Regions from separate parts of the Mus musculus genome. Here regions 2, 3 and 4 are each linked to region 1. Evidence: chromatin contacts called from public Hi-C and promoter capture Hi-C data. All regions are on one chromosome and are shown on one strand. Each heading gives the region's core, a stretch centred on a gene start, on an enhancer-like site or on the middle of the called end of the contact. The rest is flanking DNA. Distances are from core to core; before and after follow the strand shown.

Region 1 (3,669 bases), core at 543-3,042:
ATTTGCGGGCACCCAGTGCCAGGGCAACAATAAGACCCACGACCAACAGGAACATGGCCACAGACAGCAGCACTGTGATGACCACCATCCCTCCTGTCCGGGCCATTCCTAACCCAATAGACTCCATGTTTTTTCCTGTCAGAAGAAGATGGGAGAACCTCTGTGAGTTGAAGGGGTTCCTAGGTAGCTCCTGTGGTTCACAGCTTAGCCCAGCCATCCAAGTAGCCGCCAGCATCAGTTCAACTGGTCATCCAGCCAACCAGTCAAGCAAACATAGACCCCCCTCACAGCAACACTTAGGAGCCACCAAGGAGGACATCATCCCTCTGCACAAGGAACCTCTAGTGCAGAGATGATTGAACAGGACAGGAGGTGGCCATACCAAATACTGGGGGGTTGGGGCGGGGGAGAGAGAGCGACTGAGCGCTCAGAAAACAGTTTATCTAACTTGCTCTAGGAGAAAAAAGTCGGAGCTTAGGGAAGTGTGAGAGACGGGCATTTTACTTACGAGGAAGCGTGGACATGGGAGTCTCTGGACTGGACTCGGTGGATGTCCCCTTCTGTACTCGGTAGGATATGCTTTAGAGGCAGGAGTTGAGAGAAAGCAGAGATTGTACGTATCTGGCACTCGGGAGGAGGGGTTCCAGCCTCCACCTTCTAGCTATGTGTCCCATCTGGGCCCTCCTGGGGTCCAGGTTCACATTTCCTACCCTTTAGCTGTGCCCTCTCTAACTCATGCTTCCTGGCACTTCCCCACCCTCACGGGACCTCCACTTCCCTTTTTTGCATCCCACCTCCACAGGTGTCCATCGGTACCTACTAGTATTTGGTTCCTGGTGTTAGGTTTGTCACCTGATATGCGCTGAGCCTTGTGACGGTGTAGCCAGACCCACTGTCCACCACGCTCACAAGCTCCCTGCGCCCGCGACATGGAGGCACCACAAAGTCTGACTTAACCACTGAGGGGAAATAGGAGTGAAAGGCAAGATCAGATTTCTAGCAGTCCACTCTTGTAGAACGGGCAGCTCTTGGGTATCGTTAAGAGGGGTTACGACGAGTAGAATAAATGGGTACAAGGGAGGTCTACCTTTGCTGTCGTTGGCTCTCCGGACCATCAATGTGGCATTACCTCCCGTGAGGTGACATGGGGGCAAGGCAATTAACAGGCTTTCTGTTAGCGCCGGAGACAGCAGACCAGAGAGGCTTGAGATGTTGAAGTCTGTTAGGGAGCCGAGAGGGAACTCAGGAGTTAGCCCCCTCTTAACTCAGAGCTGGCGGGGTGGGTGGGTGGTCATTGCTAAGGGTGCAGAGACAGAAGAGGAGCGTGTGGATCTGACCACCAGATGGCAGGCTTGAGCTGCAGATGGTGGGTACGCCGCGCTGTTTGGGAGCCAGACTAGACCATGGCACCCAGACTAGACCATGGCACCCAGTCAGTCCCCAGTCTCGCCCAACTCACACAAACCTTGGACACTTACCCAAATTTCTTGACTCCTGGATCTGGAAGAAGCCCAGGAATTTGTCACCTGATCCCTACCACTAGTAACTCTCAACCCCAACCAGCTAGACCAACATTCTGTCCTTGAGAGCCCTGGGGAGACAATGCTCCCTGTCTAGCGCTCTGAAACCCTCCTCGCTCCCACCAGCAATAGAGACCTGCAGTCCCCGGAGCCAGGACAGCCAGCAGAATCAGGATCAGGGGCAAGGTCTGGACAGGCAGTGTGGATGCCATACTGCGCTGGGAACTGGATCCTGGAACAGGTGCTGACAGGCTGGGGTTTCCTGGGGCCAATGAGGCCCTGCCCCAGGATAGCTGATTTTGTCTCGGAGTGGGAGGGGCTGCTGGGAATCCAGTCCAACTTGCCCCTTGGGCACTGTAGCCTCAGGGAGGGGCCCCAGACAGGTTTTTCAGGCTGGGGAGCTGGCCCTCGGGCCTAAAGGGGGATGCTCTGGCTGGGTCCTGGCAGCTTAGTTAGCTGCAGGGGAGTATGGCTCTTTCTGGAACTCCCGCGACTGAAGGACAGAGTTCCTCTGTCTGAGTGTCTGCCTCCTGGACTGTAGAGGGTGCTGTCTCCAAGGAGGTAGGCGTTTTCCTAGGAGAGCCATGAGTTCTAAAATTGCCCTGGTGTGTAGGTGTAGGAAAAGCCCCAAGGGTTGAAAGGGCTTTGGCTAGTAAGGATGGGAGAGGAGGGGGTTGGTTAGGTAGGGTGGGGATAGCAGAGCCTGAGATCCAATTCTAGTATTTAACTGAGGCCTAAGAAACTGCGACTCTGGGAGAAGCGGAGGGTATCAGTGTGAGCCTTCAGATTTCTCCAGAAGGTGGAGACAAGGGAAGTTAGTGAAGGCTTCCAGGTAAACGCAGGTCCAGTCCAGCAAGGCTAGTGGGCAGTGGAGTAGATACAAACAGACTTGGACAGCAAGCGGTTGTGCAACGGGTAGCGAGTAAAGCAGGAAAACCTTAGGAAACAAGACCAGGGGCTGGGCGATGGTGGCGAATGCCTTTAATCCCAGCACTTGGGAGGAAGGTGGATTTCTGAGTTTGAGGCCAGCCTGGTCTACAGAGTGAGTTCCAGGACAGCTAGGGCTACAAAGAGAAACCTTATGTTAAAAAAAAAAAAAAAAAAAAGCAAAAACAAAAACAAAGCAAAAAGTAGCAACAACAAAACCCTTCAAGACAAAAACAATCCTGTAACCAGGAGCAGAGGAGGTGGAGGGCTGGGGTGTGGCTCAGCGGTGGACTGTGTGCAGGTCGCTCTGGGGTTCGATGCCTGGGACAACAGTTGGGGAAGAAACACCATCAGCAGCCACAGCTCCTCTGGTTCTCTCCTGCCCCAGGCTAACTGGGAGAACTGATGGAGGTTCTCCAGCCATGGACGAGTGACGTGGCCCCACTCAGTCACCTCTCCTCTAGACGCTGGCCAGGGGGCTCTGCATGCCCTCCTGAAAGGCACTGCTTTTTATAGATGCAGAACCTGAGACTCAGGTTGTCACTGCAAAGTGGCTGCAGGGGTGTGGGTGTCTCAGCTAGGTGAACTCGATAGGACCTGAGCTCAGACCGTCAGGGTCTGCTCCAGGAACCACCCATTTTCCCCAACCCCAGAGAAAGGTCCTAGTGGAAAAGTGGGGGCCACTGAAGGGCTGATGGGGTTCTGTCCTTTCCCCCATGCTGGGTGGACTTAAAGTCTGCAATGTGTGTAGGGGGTAGAAGACAACAGAACCTGGGGGCTCCGGCTGGGAGCAGGAGGAACTCTCACCAGACGATCTCCAAATTTACTGTGCAATGGACGATCAGGAAACTGGTTCAGATGTAGCTTCTGATACAGTGGGTCTGAGGTAAAACCCGAAACTTAATTTCTTTCAAAAATTTAAAGTTGCATTTATTATTTTATATGTGTGCCCATATGTGTGCCACAGTGTCTATGTGGAGGTCAGAGGGCAAGTTGTGGGCATTGGCTCTCTCCTTTCATAATGTGGCTTCTGGGGACCAAAATGTCAGGCATGGTGGCAAGAGCTTTTACCTGTTGAGCCATCTCATGGTTTCGTAAAACTTCCTATGACGCTTACAGGTAACGCAGAGACACAGACTCACATTTGGAGTTAGCAGATGCTGTATTGGTGTAAACACTCATACACAGACACACACACATACTCATACACACACACACACAC
Region 2 (3,669 bases), core at 869-3,368, 200 kb before region 1:
GGGGTGCAGCAAGAGGCATTCCTAGTTGGTGACACTGTTCCTCTACCTCCAGCCCTGCCACCAGCAGAGTCACCTGATCTCCACTCTGCCAAAGCTGTGAGGGCAGAGCAAGAATGTAAGCATGGGACATCTGTGTGGGACAGAAAGGCAGGCATCTAGCTCCTCCCGGGGACCCGGAATGAGGGCAAGCCTCATGCAAACTAGAGGGAAAAGAAGAGGGTAAGGAGGGAGAGTTCATGTAGGGAGTCACCGCAGGAAGCCCTACCTTCCTATTGAGCTGGTTGTATGTGAGCTTCTCCACACTGGCCCCATTCACTTCCAGCAGCCTGGCTCCAGGGGGCACCCCTGCCCTCTCAGCAGCTCCTCCTGCACTGAGCACCAACCAGAAAGGACCTCGACTTCCTAAAGGCAGAAAAAGTAAGTCCCAGCCTGCTGCCTACCTAGAACCGAAGCTAAGCTCCCCAACCCTGCCCACCCATAGCAGGCCCTAAGCTCACCGTGGGTGACGCTGAAGCCAAAGCCGCCTTCATCTTTTACTACATGGCACAACCGGGGCCTGACCCCCGAGGGTAGGGTAGGACAGAGGAAAGCGTCACTCCCCTGCAGAACACGCGCCACATCATGCACGTGTTGTGCCAAGACTGTCAGCAATACCCGGGGACCGCTGGCCCGGATGTAGCGCACTACCTATAAAAGGGGACACAGGAGAAAAAGGTTGGCCCTCTGAAATCCCAGGATCCCCTAGAACGTGCGTTTTCACTGTGAAACCCACGTCTGTAGTTGCCTTCACTCAATCTTTCTCCCTAGGTACCTCCAAATCATGGGGTCTGAGGAGAGTGAGGCTTGGCCCATGAAGTGCTATGGAATGTTCTTTTGTACCACGAGGAGTCCCAGCCCAGCCTCACCACCGCGTGGTCCTCATGTGCCACAATATTATTGTTCACCGCTAGGATCCGATCTCCTTCCCGGAGACCCTGGCGCTGGGCTGAGGTGCCCGGATCGACCCTGCACACCACATGGTCAGCCTTGCCTAGATGCTGCTGCAAATGGAACCCAAAAGTCTTTTCCTCCTCCTTGCTCAACAGACAAAAGCGAGGCCGGTGCAGGTTCCAGGGATCTGGAGGAGGAGACAGGTAGCAGAAAAAAAAAAAAGAAGGAGGGGGCACAGCCCTGGTACAGGGGCATCAAAAGACTGGCAGACCCTGCTTTCCTGTGAGAGCGCTGGTCAGCTTCCAGCCAGTGAGAGGGCGGGCTTTATAGCTGAATGAACTCTGCGTGGGCTGGGAGGCTAAAGCAAAGGGATGTCTTCCCCCTCTACTTCTGCTTAGTTACTGATATCAGAGGGAGGCAGTTAGCAGTTACCAAGGAGATAGGAGGCTGTGTGGCACCCTAGTGTCTCTAGGGAAAGGAAACAGTTGCCAAGGGTGAGGGGGTTACCAGATTGGTCCTGGTCTTCAGCGAGGGAGAGGACAGGATTGTCAATGCCCAGCCTTGGATTAAACTTAAACTTCCTATAAGGAGGCAGGAGAGGCAAATAAGAGGTGCTGGGAGCTGGACTTGGGTCCCAGATTCTACTTTAGGTGCTGCTGCCAGCTGAGAGTCGTCCCCCCCACCCCCTTCAGTTGTTCTTCTCCAGCCCTCAGACTACTTACAGAGTTAACAAGGCCGTGTCCCGAAGATCTGCGGGACAAAGGAGAGTGAGAGGAGAGACACACTCCCCACCCCACCCAGAGACGGGACTCTCGTGATAAAAAACCAAAAAGGTTTAGGAGAAACCCAACCCCTTTCCATTCTGCTTCTCTGTCTTCACACACACACACACACACACACACACACACACACACACACACACACACACACACACACGGGTGCTGACTCCCCTGTATTTTCCTCCCCCAGTACTGTGGAACATAAATCTGAGCCTATCAGCAGAAGGTGTGGGCCAGGAAGATAGATCTATAAGCCCACCTCATTCCTATTCCTATAGGGCTCCAAGCCCCGATAGCAAGTGTGTTCTAGACCCAGAGATTCCAAATCTGCCCCCTCTGCCGCCACCCCAAAGTCCCCTTTCAAGGATATCGCCTTACTTCCTACCTGCAGCTGCCTCCATAGTTGGATCACTGACCCAGGACTTAAGAGTAGGGACAAGGTTCATTATAACCAGCTGACCCTCCCACCTGCCCCCTCCCGAGTCACGCCTTCTTGAAGACGCTGCAAGGAAGCATTGGGGTAATGGTTAACAGCAATGGGACTTATTCTCTGCAAAGTGCGAGTGTAAGTTCCTTCTGCCCCCAGGTCTTGCGCCCTACCTCTTACGACGCTCAGTTGCTCTTATGCACAACAAAAAGCAGGTTACTGTCATCTCAAGCTGGGGGCAGTAGGTATGAAGGGTTAAAGGAATTCGAAGGCCCAGCAAGAGCAACCCCATCCCAGGCGCTCACACCCGGGCCTTCCAGCAACAAAGTTATCTAAAGATTCTTGAGCCTCTCCTTTTGCCTATCAGACTATTCAAACGATGGATCTCAAAGACTGGAATTCCTTCAGGAATCTTAAACTGGGCAAGAGAGAAGATGAAGCCCCGAGGCCAGCCAGAACTTGTCTGCCAAGAAGAAGTTTCATGAAGTTTGGACAATTTGTCAGACCACGGAGTTGGATGGATGGACTGGAACAATCACTCAGTCCTGATGGGACTGCTCAGCACACTAAAGTCCACGGGTGCACCCTGAAAGATGAGCTCTTGGGTTGGGATTGTCACCAGACCTATTTATTTGTTTCTTTCCCAGGGTGACCACCTCAAACAAATCTCTTTTCTCTGCTTTCCTAAGCTTTATTTTTGTTCATTTATTTGTGTGTGTGTGTGTGTTTGCATGCATGTGTGAATAAGAGTGATGAGAGAGAGACAGAGAGACAGAGAGAGAGAGAGAGAGGCAGAAGGTACAGTTGCTCCACAGAGGCCATGAGAGTATTGGATCTCCCCACTCATCCCCACCTCCCTACCCCCCACTCATCCCCACCCCCTACCCTCCACCCATCCCCACCCACTCCCTACCTCACCCCACCCCACCCCTGCCGTCATGTGGTTGCTGGGAATTCAATTACTGTCCTCTGGAAGAGCAAGGCGTATCTGAACCTGCTGAGCCATCTCTCCAGCCCTTCTTCTCTGCCTTTTCACTATTCTCTTTTTAGCTTACTGAGCATGTGTGGCAGAGCTCAGCTTGATGGGGATGCAAGTGGCCAGGCATTAACACCAAGAACTCCAGCAACAGGACGCTACTGCCTGAGTCTGGTGGCCAGGGGCCATCTGCAGTAGAAGGTAAACCAGATTAGCCCTTTCTTGGAAGCACCAGGCAAGGAAGTGGAGACCACAGGGGTGGAAGACACACGGCTTTTTAATAGCAGCAAGGTGGGCCCACTTGTCCCTAGTAGCCTTGGAGCCATCGATCCTGTGCATTTGAGACTGGGAAAGCACCAGTGTGAGGGCACTCTGTGCCCAGAGGTGAGCGTAAGGCAGGATGGAGAGCTGTCCAGTACATCTGCTGGCTGGCAGAACCCCCCAGCATAGCAAACACAATCAGAGGAGGAAGAGGCAAGACTGGCGGTGGCATCACAGGGCAATGTGGCCACTAACGTGCCATACCCTTAGTCCTTCTAGGCTAAGGGAGAAGTGAC
Region 3 (3,669 bases), core at 792-3,291, 180 kb after region 1:
GTCAGTAGGGCCGCATAGCCCTACTATTCAGAACACAAAAGGCTTTTCTGTGATGCTTCTCTTTCACTTAATTTTTATGTATTTGTTTTTGAGAGCGGCTCAGGCAGCCAGAGATGCCTTCAAACTCTTCATCTACTGTAGGATAGTCTTGAAAACCCAATGTCCATGCTTCCACTTTCCCAGTGCTGGCATTAGAGATGAAGGCCACACCCATGGCCTCTTAGTTGTGAATGAAGGCTGCCTGCAGTCAGAACTTGGAACGTCTCATTCTGTCCTTGGGTATGTGGGAAACTTGTAGTTTAGTTGATTTTTCTCAGCCAGCCTTTAGCCCTAGCTCAACTGAAACAGACTGGACTTGCCTGCACGAGCTGCAACAGCCAAGTGAAATCTTCCATGTAACTAGTAGATCACCTTAGGAGAAGAGAGAGTTTACTGTAAGGCTTGTGAAAACATGTCTCCTTTTTTATATTGCTTTCATGGATACTAATTTTAAATTTCTAAACTTTTCCCATAGGCTTTGACAAACTACAGAAGGCTCTTTGGATCTGTGACACATCATTTTGGGGGGGTGCTCTTCTCTTTGTGGGTTTTTTCATCTTTATTTTGGAACTATGAAGAGTTATATAAGAGCTCAGACATTTTTCTTTTTTTTAAACTGGTGAAGAAAAACTGAAAAGAAGACATAGACCTTTTTTGTTCCACTTGTTTGCACTGTGTGCTGACTGAACATTCGTTGCACTAACTGCTGGTCTTTAAAGATGTTTTCTGGGGAAAGGGGACAAGGAAGGAGGAAAAGAAAAGAAGGGGAGAAACCCTAAAAAAGAGAAGAATTTGGGTGAACACATGCACCTGTCTAAAGTTCTCCACTAGCTGACTCTACTGCATTTCAACTTCTCCCTGATTATTCATCCGTTTTTAAGCCTGAAGAGCTTATTACTTATTTGTGCGAAGTGCCTTATGCTACAAGACCATTAAGAATATCATCTTTACACACAGCCCAAGGAATCAACAGAGTCATGTTCTATTTTCTTTTTTATTTCTTTGCCTCTTCATTTTGGTTTCACGTTGAAGTCTCACCTCCTGTTCTACCAGTACTCAGCCCAGGGCCGGAAGGTGGACTAGTGATGGCAGCGCCATTTTCCTTTTCTTTATATGGAGGAGTTGATTCACAACTGCAGTCCATCCACACTGTACATACATGTATTTAAAAAAAAAAACAATACCAAGTAAAATTTTCTTCCGGGCTGAGTAGACGTACCATCGTCGCTCCCAAAGGAAAGAGCAGCCTCTCACTGCAGGAGCCAGATGACAAGCCTCTGTGCTCTACAGCAGAACACTACGCTGGCTCACACGCGTCCATGAGCAGGAAGGCACTCGCTGTAAAGACTTGTCGGAGGGAGCCTTGACCTTCTTTCCTCTGTGGCAAAGCGTGACCCGTAGAAAATTGGATGTGTATACTTGTATAAACTTTGTAAATAAGTTTTTTTTCTGGGTTCATATATATATATATATATATAAATATATATATATACATACATATATATATATTATTTTTTTTGGATGAAGGTTGCTGGGATTAAGGGATTAGAGTGATTATGGGAGCAGCTAAAGATGAGAGGGGCTCAGTTTTCTGCAACACTAAATTCTAAAAAGTGCTTTGGCCTCTAACTGTAGGAAGCAGACCTCTGCAGGCTCTGTGTTGGAAAGGGGCCAGAAGCCCGGCCACACTGCTCTTGTAATGAATGCACAGGCAGCGGTCTTAGCAGACAGCAAAGGAGCTTTGCAAGGCTGTGGTCCCTGGGGGCTTTGAGAAGCTCTGTGGTTTGGCTCTCCTGTCCTAAACGTTTGAGGAACTTCCCAAGTTCTGCAAAGGGGAACAAAGATAAATCTTCCTTGGAGTGTGAGAAGTGTACAGAGTGCAGTCTTAGAGGAGAGTGTGTGGAGCATGGATTTTTATGTCACCGGACCAGCCAGTGCAGCCTCGGCGGGCTTGGCAGTTGTGGAGCCTAGTTATCCGCGGCCCCTCCTGTTGTGTGTGAGCAGCGCCCTCTGCCTATCTTGATAAATACATTTTTGCAGGAAGGGGCAGCCCGTTAGAGCTGTTAACGTCCATGTCCATGCTGCAGAAAGCTGCTTGCTGCCCGTTCTCTGTGCCGCACTAAGAGTTGCTGTCTGTCGTTTTGCATTGTAAATCGCTGGCAGATGCCTTAGGTGGTAGTGTTGCTTTAAACTGTGCCCCTCCCAACACGCTTGATGTTTGGCCTGATCTCCAGGCAAAAGGAGGGAGATGAATCAACCAGTGAACTTTTTTTTTAAAAATGTTTTTAATTCCCTTTTAACCCAGTATACTAGGTCAGGAGGCATCTAGGGAACAAAAAAAGCAAAAAACAAAATTTAAAAAAAAATTGATTTTCATATTCCATCACTTTGAAGACCTTAAAACTATGACAAGGTATGTTGAGTCTGCTTCCATGCTTAACTCGTCTGAAGAGAGGAGTCAGTTATTCAAAGTTGCTTTGACTTTGCCTAGTTCTAAAGCAAAACTATTTGTGACTTATCCCAAATTCTTTGGGGATCAAAATCCTACAGATGCCTCCTTATCAGAGATAACCCTGACTCTGTAACAACTGTAGCAGGAGCTGCACGGTACAAATCCCCAAAGGCAAGTCCAGTCAAGTGTTGGCTACAAAACAAACCAAATTAATAAGGAAGTCACTTTTTTAGGGAGGGTGGGAGTGGGGTCTTAAAAACTCGTTATTTTGACCAACAGATCTTGCCCTTGTACCGATGCAGCTCTCCTCCTTCCTGCCTTTGGCGAGATGAGGGATCGCTCCGTAGAGCAACATGAGCAGGAAAGGAGTACAAATGCAATCTGCTGTCTCGCCAGAGGGCAAGTGGGTGATCAACAAAGTGCAGTCTCTTGCCAACCTTGGACTGCTCTGCCAGGTGCCACATGCCTCTGAGTCCCTCTTAAAGCACAGACTCCATGGGGGAGTGTTCTGAAGTACAGCCTCTGCTGAGGGTGGCACTTGGACAGCTGGGCACCCACCCCGGAGATCGCTGTCTGAAGAGGCGGTGCTGGGGTGGTGCTTAGCTCACTTGAGCTGTTGTTAATGGGAAGATGCCCTACTGACCAGGTCAAACCCTGGTTGGGTTTTTTTGTTGTTTTTTTTTTTTTTTATCCTTTTTGATCCCTCTTAATAAGGAATATTGCTACTATTGGAAATTGTCTTTCAGGTTCTTTCCAGTAATTTTTAAAGTAATGGTTATGTTTTGGTTTTCGCCAGTAGTTCATTTCGATAAAAACTATGTCCTATTTTTAATATCCACCTCAATGCTTTTAGCCTCTGGTCATGTAGTTGTGTGATAAGTAACAGACTGTTACACACTTGCTGCTCAGGGCCTGTTTTTTTCTCTCCCTTAGTGTTCTGAACATGAAAGAAACTTTCTTAGGAATGGAATACATTTACCATAAAATGTTTTTCCTGGAAAGGAAAACCTAAGTAGCTCTAAATTATTTCCAGGTGGGCACCAGCATCATAACAATTGGTTGGCCCGGTGGGGTGGGGTGGGGTGGGCTGGGTGGGTGGTTGTCATACTCGTTTTCAGAATGAGATGAGGGCATCTTTCCTTGGCCACCTGCTTTGTGCTGGACACCATCGTGCTCGG
Region 4 (3,669 bases), core at 576-3,075, 170 kb before region 1:
CCTAGCCCACACCCAGCTCTGGGAAGCAAACCCAGCCCAACCTCTAGGCTCCCAGCCCAGCTATTGGATTAGGCACTTGTGGGGGGCTCTAGGAAACCTGTCCTGATGGGGAGGAGAGAGGAGGATGGGGGAACTCCAGTGTTTCTAGGCTTTGGGCTCTGCTCTGCCTCTTACTAGCAGGGGGACATTGGTCAGGTTATTCAACTTCCCCAAGTCCCAGTTTCCTCATTGGTAACACGAACATGACATCCCTTCTGTCTGATCCCCACCCCTCCCGATTCCAGGGACTGTGGCAATTCGAGAATGGAGTAAGATGGCTGGAATGAGAACATCTTTAAAAATAGGTGTAAGGATACTGTTGGACCTTGAAAACAGCCTCCACAGATAGAGTGGTCCCCTTCCCCAAACCGACCTTCACAGGCAGGGAGAGAGAGAGAGAGAGAGAGAGAGAGAGAGAGAGAGAGAGAGAGAGAGAGAGAGAGAGGACTGAGAGAGAGAGAGGACTGAGAGAGAGAGAAGACTGAGAAAGAGAAGACTAAGAGAGAGAAGAGACTGAGAGAGAGAAGACTGAGAGAGACTGAGAGATTGAGAGGTCATAGGGTCTATTTAGAAGAAAAAGCTTCAATAGCTGTTTGAACTCCCATAGTGCTGGCAGATGTGGGGAGCAGGGATCTTGTACCTCAACTGCAGTTGTGCAGTGAGGGTTAGGGCCCACAAAGCTCGCAGAGTAGGGTATCCCCAGGACTTATGCTCCTGGAAAGGCAACTCAGGGAGAGTCCCATGGGGCTGCCACCTACCCCGTTTGCGCCAGCAGGGCCCCTCCCGCACGGAATAGGACAGTTCCACGAACTCGATGTCCACAGCAGAGCGCTTGGGCAGGTGAGAGAAGCGCTGTGCTTCTGTGATATGGTTCTCCACCTTCTTTAGGTGCGTGGTCAGCACAGGGGGCTCTGCCCCGTCCTCCAGTGTCACAGCCATGGCCACAGCCCCAGGGCCCAGTCCACAGCCCACGGCCTCCAATGCCTTCTCCGCCATCACGCAGCCGGCCTGCAGGAGAGGGCCTGCTTAGCTCCGGGCAGACCCTCCAGCCCTTGCTCAAGGCGCCATAGCTTTCCGATGCTGCCCCGCCTCCACTCCTCCCACCCCAGCCTCCTTCTCCGGGCAGATCCCCCAACTGTCCGCACCCCTTTTCCCGCCGGGTCTTATGCACTCGGGCAGCACACACCCGGTGGTGCAGTGACACTCAGTTGCGACCTCGCCTCGTTCCTTGGCAGTCTCAGCCTGGCCTTGCTCGCCTGGCCCATCGAAGCTGTGCCCGCTCCTCCCTCCCCGCCGCGGCCTTAATCTCCTTACCCCACAGACAAGCAGTCCCTGGGGGCCGGGCGAGGGTAACCACCCGCTCGGAGGTCGGGGAAGCTAGGAGGCACAGGGTGGGCCGGGGGAGGCTCTGGCCTCGGCTCCGAGCCCCTCTCTGCACGGACTGGCACCGCTCCTCGGCCGGCCTCCCCATCCCGCTCCTCCGGACTGTTCCCCCAAACAGCGACAGACCCCAGACCCTCCAAGCCGACCCTCTTGTCCCCTGCTCGCCTGGTCACCTTGACGCGTCTCCGGCCGCTGCGACGCAAGGATGCTCAGCAGAGATGCTCAACCGGGATGTTCGACCCGGATGCTCAGCGTTGCGGCGCGGGAGGTGGACACTCCGGCTCTCTTCACCTGCCTCTGGCTGCGGCACCCGCGCCCCGGCTCCCTGTCCCGGTGGCCCGGGCCGGGGCGGGGCTAGGCCAGGGCGGGCAGTAGAGGAAGGCAGGGCTCGGGTCAGAAAGGATGACACAGTTGCGGAGAGATGGTTGAGGTCCCGCCGCGATCCCACTTGGATGAACCCGCCGGGTTCTCGTAGTCTGGTCCCCAGCGCCTGTCCTCTGGACCTAGTCGGGCGGCAGTGTTCTCTTCCAAGCTTCTGCTCGCTGGTCCTGCTGCTCTTAAAGGGCCCGTACTGCCCCTCACTCCGCGAGTAGCAAGGATGGAGGTGGTGAAAGCTATGCCTGCAGAGTTGGGGCCCGAATGGGGCCCTTTTTTGGACCTAGGACTGAGGTCAACCCGGAGGTCACCAAGGGAGGGAGACTTGATGTTACTCAGAGAGGCAGGTCCTTGAGCGGTAGGTGCCCAGGGGGGTTGGGAAGCTGTCGGTCTATCTGCATACACAAACCCCTCATTGCTTATCTCTTGCAGTTCAGCTTTGGAGCGCAGCCCCACCCAACCCTAAAGTACAAAGGACTTGAATGTATAATTCTTGAGACTTTGAGACAGCCTCTCACGCCTCTTCACATCCCCCCTCTCTAAGGGCTCAAGAGGACACTAGTTATGAAGAGACAGGGGATAGTAGTTATGACAAAGCCTGCAGGCAGCTCCAAGGTTAACCTTGACCCAGTCACAGCCTGCTTTGGCCATCAAAGTCTTTATTCTATTCGACCAGCCAGATTCAGGTCTCCAAGCCAGTATAGGCTGATCTAAGAGGCTGCAGTCCATACATACACAAAGCTCTTCAGATTCTGTCTTGGACGGCTTTTCATAGACATGGACATTCTCTCTCACCTACAAGCGTGGCTGGGTCCTCAGAGCGCTTACACCGCCCCCGCCCCCGCACCCCGCCTACTTGCTTTGGCCCTTTCTCAATTACTCTTGGCTCCTGCCTGCCCTATCCTCTATTTCTTTAAGGGGTCAGTAAGTCACGTGACCTGAGCTTTTTAGTTCCCGCCTGTCACATGCAGAGACAGATAGGAGGTAGGTAGGCTTAGGTTCTGGGTACTGCTTCCACTGCTACTGCAGCGGAAGATGCTAATAATCCAACACCAGCCCCCAACCCTCGCCCAAACCTCTCTGCAGCCCAGGAAACTAGCGACCCTGCAGGACATGTCCACACCCACCCTGAGACTATGAGGTTCATGGGGGTTTGGGATCCAATCTTTCCCAATTTCCCTTCATCCCTGTCTCACCTATGGTCATTCCTCAGGACCAATCTTCGAATTTTCCAGATGGACCCTCTATTCTTCAAGTTAATCTCCAATACCTCATGATAGACAATACCCCAATGATTGCTTTGTATGTAAGCGCGCGCGCGTGCGTTAGGGTCTCACTAACTCAGGCTGTTGCTGAGGCTGGCTTTGACTGCCCAGTCTTCCCCCTCTCTTGGGTGCAGTGACTATAAACATGTCACCAGGCCTGTCTAACATAAGTACTTACTGAAAAACTACTATAAACTGTACACTCTTCTCAGATAATCTTAGTACTCCATGAAGCAGGGTTTTTGCTTTATTTTGTTGAGACAGTATCTTACTATGTAGTTTTGGCTGGCCTGGAATTTGGTAAGTAGACCAGGATGGCCTCACACTTCTAGAGATCTGCCTATGACGCAGGGTTTTTTTTAACTTTCCTTTGGAGAAAAGAAACTGAGAAATAAGAAGATTAAGCATTATGCCAAAGGGTCAGGCATAGCAAATCCAAAGGATAGGTTCGAAACCCAAAGTCTCTGGTTTTACCCATTTTGCTAACCTGTCATCTCAGAACCCTATTTACAAATGGACTTCAGGATCCCACATATCCCAAACTTAATGAAGACATAACATTTGGCATATTTAAATTTTATTTCTCCGTTTTGAGTTTCAAGGATCA

The links. Hi-C and Micro-C count contacts between places; a contact is called where the count stands out from the background. Capture Hi-C pulls out chosen DNA fragments and counts their contacts.
Region 2: a contact with region 1 is called in a promoter capture Hi-C map of adipose tissue. The contact joins the promoter of Pdzd3 here to the promoter of Upk2 in region 1. A contact is called at or near these places in 1 of 39 promoter capture datasets (the HPC-7 cell line), 1 of 115 datasets of contacts at active chromatin or transcription factors (microglia) and 3 of 9 other capture datasets (adipose tissue, liver and pancreatic islet).
Region 3: a Hi-C map of stem cell-derived neural stem cells shows a contact between it and region 1, with 2.3 times the contacts expected there. The contact joins the enhancer-like site here to the promoter of Upk2 in region 1. A contact is called at or near these places in 17 of 39 promoter capture datasets (3T3-L1-derived adipocytes, the C10 cell line, the HPC-7 cell line and 11 more), 6 of 15 datasets of contacts at CTCF or cohesin (CD8 T cells, the NIH/3T3 cell line, embryonic stem cells and 2 more), 97 of 484 Hi-C or Micro-C datasets (the AML12 cell line, B cells, the C2C12 cell line and 55 more), 25 of 115 datasets of contacts at active chromatin or transcription factors (the 230-238 cell line, the HPC-7 cell line, the SCID.adh cell line and 17 more) and 5 of 9 other capture datasets (adipose tissue, embryonic stem cells, liver and 2 more).
Region 4: a contact with region 1 is called in a promoter capture Hi-C map of liver. The contact joins the promoter of Abcg4 here to the promoter of Upk2 in region 1. A contact is called at or near these places in 1 of 39 promoter capture datasets (liver) and 3 of 9 other capture datasets (adipose tissue, liver and pancreatic islet).

What each region holds. Positions count from the first base shown.
Region 1 is chr9:44,452,975-44,456,643 of GRCm38.p6, forward strand. Upk2 (uroplakin 2) reads right to left here and starts at 1,793. Exons shown (of 5, transcript NM_009476.2): 1 at 1,657-1,793; 2 at 1,088-1,219; 3 at 821-959; 4 at 509-579; 5 at 1-135. The coding sequence starts at 1,732.
Region 2 is chr9:44,249,346-44,253,014 of GRCm38.p6, forward strand. It overlaps Pdzd3 (PDZ domain containing 3), which reads right to left and starts at 2,119. Exons shown (of 11, transcript NM_133226.2): 1 at 2,095-2,119; 2 at 1,653-1,680; 3 at 1,438-1,511; 4 at 906-1,117; 5 at 498-687; 6 at 266-402; 7 at 1-94. The coding sequence starts at 2,110. Nlrx1 (NLR family member X1) reads right to left here. Exons shown (of 10, transcript NM_001163743.1): 10 at 3,368-3,669.
Region 3 is chr9:44,635,975-44,639,643 of GRCm38.p6, forward strand. Ddx6 (DEAD (Asp-Glu-Ala-Asp) box polypeptide 6) reads left to right here. Exons shown (of 14, transcript NM_181324.3): 14 at 515-3,669. Among named protein-coding and RNA genes, the nearest start is that of Ddx6, 33 kb to the left of the region's middle. Within about 2 kb of position 2,042, at least 36 of the 459 cell types and tissues checked have an H3K27ac peak or open chromatin away from gene starts, as enhancers often do. A contact at or near this core is called in the 230-238 cell line, cortical glia, liver and 4 more, where this site is marked.
Region 4 is chr9:44,286,419-44,290,087 of GRCm38.p6, forward strand. Abcg4 (ATP binding cassette subfamily G member 4) reads right to left here and starts at 1,826. Exons shown (of 15, transcript NM_138955.3): 1 at 1,596-1,826; 2 at 798-1,047. The coding sequence starts at 1,035.